Linked DNA regions of Columba livia: region 1 is linked to region 2. The links are chromatin contacts, called in public Hi-C maps. All regions are on one chromosome and are shown on one strand. The core of a region is the stretch at or near the end of the contact, and the rest is flanking DNA. Distances in the headings are between cores, read along the strand shown. Region 1 holds the start of IRAG1 (inositol 1,4,5-triphosphate receptor associated 1). Region 2 holds the start of AMPD3 (adenosine monophosphate deaminase 3).

Region 1 (3,700 bases), core at 647-3,146, 180 kb after region 2:
TTGTTTGCAAAGAGTAGTGGTCAGGTAGCTGGAGGCCTTTTTGTTATGTTAGTAAAGTAGCTTAGTTAAGCTCAATTTTCATTCCTGAAAAAAGGCTTATAATTATATGTGGTAATGACATTTTAAAACATTTTTCACTGTTTATGTCATGTATTACAAGAATAACTTCAATTTACTATAGATTACTTTCTATTTATATAAGAACTTTTGATACTGATAACAATCCAAGGTTAAAAGTAGTAATTTAAATTTTCATAATTAAAAATTCCAATGAAATAGCAAGAAGAAATAAGTATCTTCTTTAAATGTTCCTATGTGCTGAAAGTAAAAAACCCAAAAAATAAAAACCAACTCTTTTCACTAGAACAACATATTATACATTAAAGAAGTTCCACATACCTTTATTTTTATCAGTATATGTGGAAAACAGGAGTCTTGCTCCTTTAAACAATCTAAAAAATAGTTTGCAGTATTGCCTTTTCAGTCCAAATTGCTTCACCAGAGATTAAAACAGCTAAAAATCAGTTTATTTGTATAAAATCAGTCTATAAAGCAGAAAAGTAGGCTTAGGAACTCTATTAATTAGCATCTTGCTCTGCATAATGTTGGCTTTGGCATGTTTTTAAAGAAAAAAGCACACACATCTATTAATTTCAATGTTACTCTGCTTCACTGTCACATGCAAAAGTTTCTCTACAAAAGTTATTTATGGCACATACCTCCTGAAAGACCTAGGAGAAATGCTAGTTATACTTTATTGGACCAGGTAACTCAGTTCAGAATAATGAGTGCGTAAGTAAAAACCAGAAGCTGAGATTCAAAATGGTAAGTAATTAAAAATACTACTTGCTTTGGCTTCAGAGAACAAGTGACACTCCAAGTAAACTAGTAGTTACTACTATAATATGTACTATTACAGTAACTCACAATACATTTTAAAAATAAAATTTAGTAATTTAATGTGTTAATAGTTGTGACTATCAGTTCAGTGGATAGTTAGCTATAGGACAAAATCAAGTTTGCTTTAGGGTTTAATAGGCTCTGTAAGTAATGTGTCACAGGTTTTTTTATTTTTTTTTTTAATCCTAGCAGAAATATGCCAGAGGATCTTTTAGTCTTTTTTCCCCCCTTAGTACAAATGCAAAAATATGGAAGATTGATCATACATTACTATGCATGCTATGTTTTGTTCAAATATGTCAGTGCATCTGCCATCATAATTAGAAAGAACAATTTAGGAAGCCAACTTTGTAATTTTTTACTCATGCACCTCCAAGTGGCTGAACACCTCATGCAAAACAAGTTCCAGGATCAGGGCCTAGCTTCAGGATTGAAAAATAGTTGGCCGAGCTGCGGCTAAAAAATTTTACATATGTATTAATATCACACCACTAAGCTAGTCAGATAATGTGTATTTGGATTTACACACTGTTTTTCCACAAAAATACGGAAAATTCACGCATTTTGATGCATTTGGTTGAAAGTTTTCAGTGATTTTGAAATAATAGGAGGAGAGGCATAGCCTGAGGGAGTCATGATCTCAAGACCACAGAGCAACTAAGTGCAAACCCTTTCAATTTGTCAGTGCGTGCGTGTATAAATACACAGCAACATCTCTTGCTATCACAAATATACATATTTCTATAGGTATATATATGATATACATGTATAAATTAGCAGAACTAATACCTGTCCGTGAGCCCTCACCCTGTCCTCAAGAGACTGCTCACGTTTTAAAGCGCCACCTCACGGAAGACCGCTGTGAGCAGCCGCACGGGAGGCCACACAGCGCAACACGTAGTGCTCCAGCCCGGGGCGGGGACAGGGCTGGCGGGGACGGGGACCGGGACCGGGACCGGGACGGGGCCAGAGCCGGCGGCTCCCGCCGGTCCCTCTCCTCTCGCTGAGGGGCGCCCGCGAGGCCGCCGTTACCTCAGCAACAGCGCCGCGCGCCCGCCCTCGAAGCCCTCCCGCTCCCTCACGCGCGGGCGCCAGGCGGCCCGCGAGGCTCGTGCGTCGCTGCGATTGGCTCGTTGCGCCTGAGGGGCGGAGCCTCCCCACCTCCCGCCTCCCTTTGCCCGAGCACGTCCGGGTCAGTCGGTGTTTGTGAGGGGAAGTGCGCGCGCGGCGGCCGTTGCGTGCTCGCGGCTCGGCGGACAGCGGTGTCGCCATCATGTCGCGGGGGTCCATCGAGATCCCGCTCCGGGACACCGATGAGGCGAGTCGGGGGCTGGGAGCGGGCGGCGCGGCCTGGTCCCGGGGAGGGGGAAGGAAGGGGTCCGCTTTATGATGCGCGACGGGGCGACGTTTGTCCCTTCCTCTCGCAGTTTGGTCCCGGGCTCGGGGGGGAGTGTCGCTCTCTTCCGTGAGCGGAGTGAGCTGTTGGGCTTACAGGTGTATCGCTTTGCGAAAAGAAACCCAAACCTGCGTTCTCCGGTGCCCCATGGTGAACGGCGTCTGCTCTCTGGTAGCTGTAACCTCCCTGTCCTTGCCGAGTGTCTTGAGGGGACAGCCGGGCCGGTGTCCTGCGGCTCCACACGGCTGTGAAGAAGGGGCAGCTATTCGCCCACTGTGTGTGCTTCAGGCAAATGCAAGATTGATGAGTGAAGACCCCCTTGGGAACAGTATCTCATCTTTAGTTTGTGCCTTGTCCAGCTAAATTCTCTCCTCAGTTCGTTAGATGCAGATTTTTCTGACCACACTGACTTGTAAAAAGCATGAACGTTCCTGTATCAGCATAGAGACACAGACAGGCTGTCACTTGGTCCAGTCTGCACATTATTTCAGTGTGGGTTTAGAAATGTATTTAACTTTATTTGACGTAAACTGTGACAGGCCAAGATTAAAAAGTTTTAAGAGAAGTATTTGAAAATCTACAGGGTATTATAAAGCTTGAAGTCAAATCATACCATAGCAGATACTAAATTAACATCTTAGTTAAATAAGGTATTGAAACATACTGCATATAGCTTTAAAAATGCTTTTCATGAGTGTATGTGTCCATACTCTGGCAAACTTCCATATAACTGCCATTGTGTTTTTAAGTTTCACAAAGGTACTTTGCTCTCTGTAGGTTACATGTTGGAGGATTTTTTTCTTTGTGACAAAAATGAGTATTGACACAAGCTATACTGGTTCTGCTTTTGAAGTTATGGCTAGGCTTACTTGAATCCTGAGGTTCTGAATTAATCACTAAGGATTGCTATCAAATACATTATTTTCTTTCACTGGCTTTTTTAACTTTCATATTTATTTGCTGTTTAATATATATTTGTCATTAACAACTATTATAGTTTGTAGATGAGGGCTGCCCAAATTTTAAAACATCATTGTCTGTCAAACAGGTGGTACTGTGCAAGACAAACTCAGAACTAAAAACATCAGTGGTAGCAGAAATATTTCTGCTGATGCCCCCCTAAGTTTTGCATAACCAAAACTGTAAGTCTTTATAAACTGGATTGCTCTAATCCAGTCTCTGGAGAAAGAGTTCCTGCATTGATAGTCGGGGTACAAGCCTGGGTGCAACTACAGCTCTTCCTTGCTGTAAAATTAAATTGTAACGTAGATGACTGATGTTAAAGACAGCATGACTGAGTAGCAAGTGAACTAACAGGCAGTTAAACTGTGTTCCCAAACATCCCATCATGGAAATATCTGTTCCTTTTTCTGCATTTTTTGTATTGGAAGAGTAGATCAACAT
Region 2 (3,762 bases), core at 546-3,045:
TTTTTTTTTTGCTGTTGAAATAGCAGTTACTCTTCAGTAAGTAAATGCATGTATGCCAAGCATGTTATTAACTGAACTGATTGAAGATCAGAAAAGCGAATACTAGGTCTAATATTGCCTGGATGCCACCAATGGGTATATTATAGATAGAAATATTTCATTTGATCCATTAGTTGTTTTCTTGTTATCAATATCACAGTCAGAAATATGAATCTACTAGAAAGATATCAAAATGCATTAGCTTTTAAGGCGCTGTTCAAATGAAAGCAGTACATTATAACAACTGAAACAATTTCAAGTGAGAATGAGAGACCATTTCCTAATTTTGATTATTTTGTATTCCAGCTTTAATAATGCCTCAGACAAGATTCTTCTGTTTCTAAAAATAAGTATTAATAATGCAGATGTGTATTTAGGGTTTTCTTTATTTTATTCCATTCCTCAATAGATGTTGACATGCAAGCAAATCTTTAAAACTTTTATTGTATTTCCCTTTGTTAAAGTAGACTGACTGTGAAAGAGCAGTCCAAATACCATATACACTGCAATAATCATGAGTTTACTACTGTCACCAAAAGAATAATGTCTAAAGAACATTTAAAACAACTTTGGAGACACTTGCACTACTTTCAATACAGTGTATAATAGTATAACTGACTCACAAACTGGACTGGCAGAAAGAGTCCTTCATGGGCCAGATGGCAAGTGTTTAACCAGGTCTTGACTGACACCACTGGGGTGTTCCAAGTCTGGATGCAAAGTTTAATGCTTTATGTCTTGCAGGTGCTAATGGAAGCATACAACAACATATACTGTTCAAAATACACTATTTCATTTTTGTCAGCTTAGTGTTACTTCAATTTTCCAAAGACAGATGTGAATTGTTCATTGTAAGAAGAGAAATGGGATATAAAACTGGACCCACTAGTCAGATGCAGGTTCTGAACACAGTTCGTAAAGTAAATGATCATAGTAATTGCTTCTGCAAAATTTGAAAGGACTCCCGAGTATTTTCTTGTTAATTTATCACCATTAACTGAGTCTTACAATCCATCCTGACATTGCCATAGAACTTGCAATGGTATTTCCCTAGTGCTTCAATTACTATAGACACATTTACTAAGTCACGATCTGTTTGCCTTTAAAGGTTTCCAACTTGTTACAAAAGGAAAGCTCATTTAAATAGTCATGGTCAGCTAGAACAAGTGTCTTATGTTCTTACGGATTTGTATATCAGAGCATCTAGAAGCTTTTTCCTTGTTAAGGCATTTTTAAAGTCTCCCTTTTGCATCAATTCTCTTCCAAGCTCTTGCATCCCATAGTCTAAATCAAGTGTGGAGGCAAGACTCATTTGCCTAGCTGAGAAAAGGAATCCAAGAAGCCACAGGATACCCGAGTCCAGCAGCGCAGGGCACAGTTATGATTAGAGGGCCACTAAGGAGCCCAAACCGCCAGGAAAACTTCATGATGGGAAGCAGACAAGTTTGGGCAAGTTCAGGCAGGTGGTTGGGAGAAGGAATGGGAAACAGGAGAAATGAAGCACAACTAACAGATCAGCAATCAACGGGTGTACTGAATGGCCACAGCAACAGGTGTGTGTGCTTTACTCATATATCACTTGGGCAGGGCAGCTGTGAGTCAGACTCACAGACACTTACAGTGTGCAGTTTTCCTGGGTGGCAGATGGCTTGTCTGGGTGTAGCCTGGCAGCAGGTGATGAAGACATTCAGAGTTACTGTGGAAGAAAGATGCACATACAGCATAAGCCTTTTGCCAAGCTAAGAAACAATGACTACTTTTGTTAGTGTGTTTGGTATGTCTTTTTCTTTTCCTTTCTTTTCCTTTTAATGATTTTGAATGACTGACATTTTCAAATGCTTTGGATTGGTACATGTGTCATAAAACAGCTGTGGCCAAGATTCTTAGCTTTTTTATGAGCGTATGAAGGTGATTGCATTGATACTAGTGTAAAAGTCAGACACTGCAAGCTTTTGCAACTCTTCTTTACAACTCAAACTTTATATGGTTAACTACTTTCTTTTCACTTCAATTTCTTCACCAACTGTGTAAAGTAATTTCTGAAGCTAAAAACCCCTGAGGTTCACGGATGGCACATTTCTTCATTTACGAAGATGGGAGGACATAGTGGGGACAGCACACTTGCCACAGAACTACCCAATCCCTCGCGTGTTTCTGGAGATCCACCTTTACCTTGTTTGTCTTTTTACAGAAAGGAACTTGTTCCTCAGTTGCTACATTCCCTGTGCTTTGCTACACTGCAGAGGTACTTTTTTATTTAAATGTCTTTAGATTAGACTTCAAGTATTGTTACCCGAAGTTACCATAAACACCCCTAAACCTTTTAGCTTCAGGGCTTGGAATCTCTCGAAGTTTTACATATTAAGATCCTCATTCCTGCTGAGTCATGCTCGGTTTGACCTTCACTTATTTGTCTTGGTTTCTTTACCCGAGAAGTTTACTTTATTGTTTGTATATATATACGAGTATCTGAACCGTGTCGCTACGCTGAAGGACGGACGTTGTTGAAAACTTTCAACAGGGATCCATCGACAGCAAACTTACTTATAGGGTGTGATCTTCGCACCAGCCTCACGACGCTCTGGTGTCGAACCGAAGTTTTCTCTGTGACAGCACTTTCCGAGGAGGAGTTTTGAAACAGGCGCTTGCCAAGGCGGCACTCACGGGGCGCCCCGCGGCTGAGGCGAGCTCAGACGGGCTGAGGTGGGCCGGGGCCGGGCCGAGGCGGCACGCCCCGGGGCGCTCCCTCCCTCCCGCGCCGGCGAGGAGACATGTGACAGCGCGACTTCTGTCTCGGAGCCGCCGTAAGGGACAGGGCCGCCGCGGCGAGGGGTAGGAAGGCTTCTCTCGGATCCTCCGGCTCCCACTGAGGCCACAGCCCCGCGTGGGAGGTGCCGCCCCTGCCCCCGCCACTCCCGTCGCCGCAGGTGCAGCCGCGGTTCGCGCGGTGCCGGACAGTGCCCGGAGCGGCCGCCTCCTCCCGAGCCGAGCAGCCCCCGCCGCCCCGCGCGGGACTCTCCTCACACAGGTACGGACAGAGTGCGCGCCCCTCCTCGTCCCGCCCCGCCAGGGCGACCGTTAACGGCCCCCGCGCCGCTCGCGCCAGGGCTGGGCGGGGCAGCGCAACCCCTCCGACCCGCCGGACGCCGCTGGCGCCTCGCCCGGCAGGAGCCTGCGCCCGCCGCCCCCGCGCCCTCCTTCCGCCAGTGCCCGGCTCCACCTGCTGCGGAGCCGCCCCGGGCCGCGATGCTGCCGCCCAGGAGGCAGCTGGCCGCTCCGGTGGGGCCGGGGGCGCGGCGAGCGGGCTTCTCCGCCCGGGGGCCGCTGCGGCCATAAAGGGCCGGGGAAGGGGCGGCGCGGCACTGCGGTAGCGGGGCGGCCGGCTGTCGGCTGAATGCGGCAGAGGGGAGCGGCGGCATCTGGCGGGAGCAGCTCCTCCCTCTGCCGCCGCCTCATCCGCCGCCGGCTTCTGACAGTGTTTCCAGCCGGCGGGTGGCGGGGCCCGGCCCTGCCCCAGCATGGCTTTCCCCGGGGCGCTAGGTAAGTCGAGGGGCAGGAGGCAGCGCCGAGCCGGGCTGGTCCGGGGTGCTGGTGACCTTGGCTGCCGCCCCGGCGGGGACGGGCTCTGGGCGGCCGTGTCCGGGGCTCCTGCGGCGGGAGCTCCCGCGGCCGGGCCCCGCCCCACCTGCTCCGGCAGCGGGATGCGGCTCCGGGGGTGACAGC

What was found. Hi-C and Micro-C count contacts between places; a contact is called where the count stands out from the background.
Region 1: a Hi-C map of liver shows a contact between it and region 2, with 2.0 times the contacts expected there. The contact joins the promoter of IRAG1 here to the promoter of AMPD3 in region 2. A contact is called at or near these places in 2 of 2 Hi-C or Micro-C datasets (crop and liver).

Annotation. Positions count from the first base shown.
Region 1 is chr5:58,154,397-58,158,096 of bColLiv1.pat.W.v2, forward strand. IRAG1 (inositol 1,4,5-triphosphate receptor associated 1) reads right to left here and starts at 1,897. Exons shown (of 23, transcript XM_065066184.1): 1 at 1,690-1,897. CTR9 (CTR9 homolog, Paf1/RNA polymerase II complex component) reads left to right here and starts at 2,035. Exons shown (of 25, transcript XM_065066171.1): 1 at 2,035-2,218. The coding sequence starts at 2,174.
Region 2 is chr5:57,978,838-57,982,599 of bColLiv1.pat.W.v2, forward strand. It overlaps AMPD3 (adenosine monophosphate deaminase 3), which reads left to right and starts at 1,796. Exons shown (of 15, transcript XM_065066192.1): 1 at 1,796-1,813.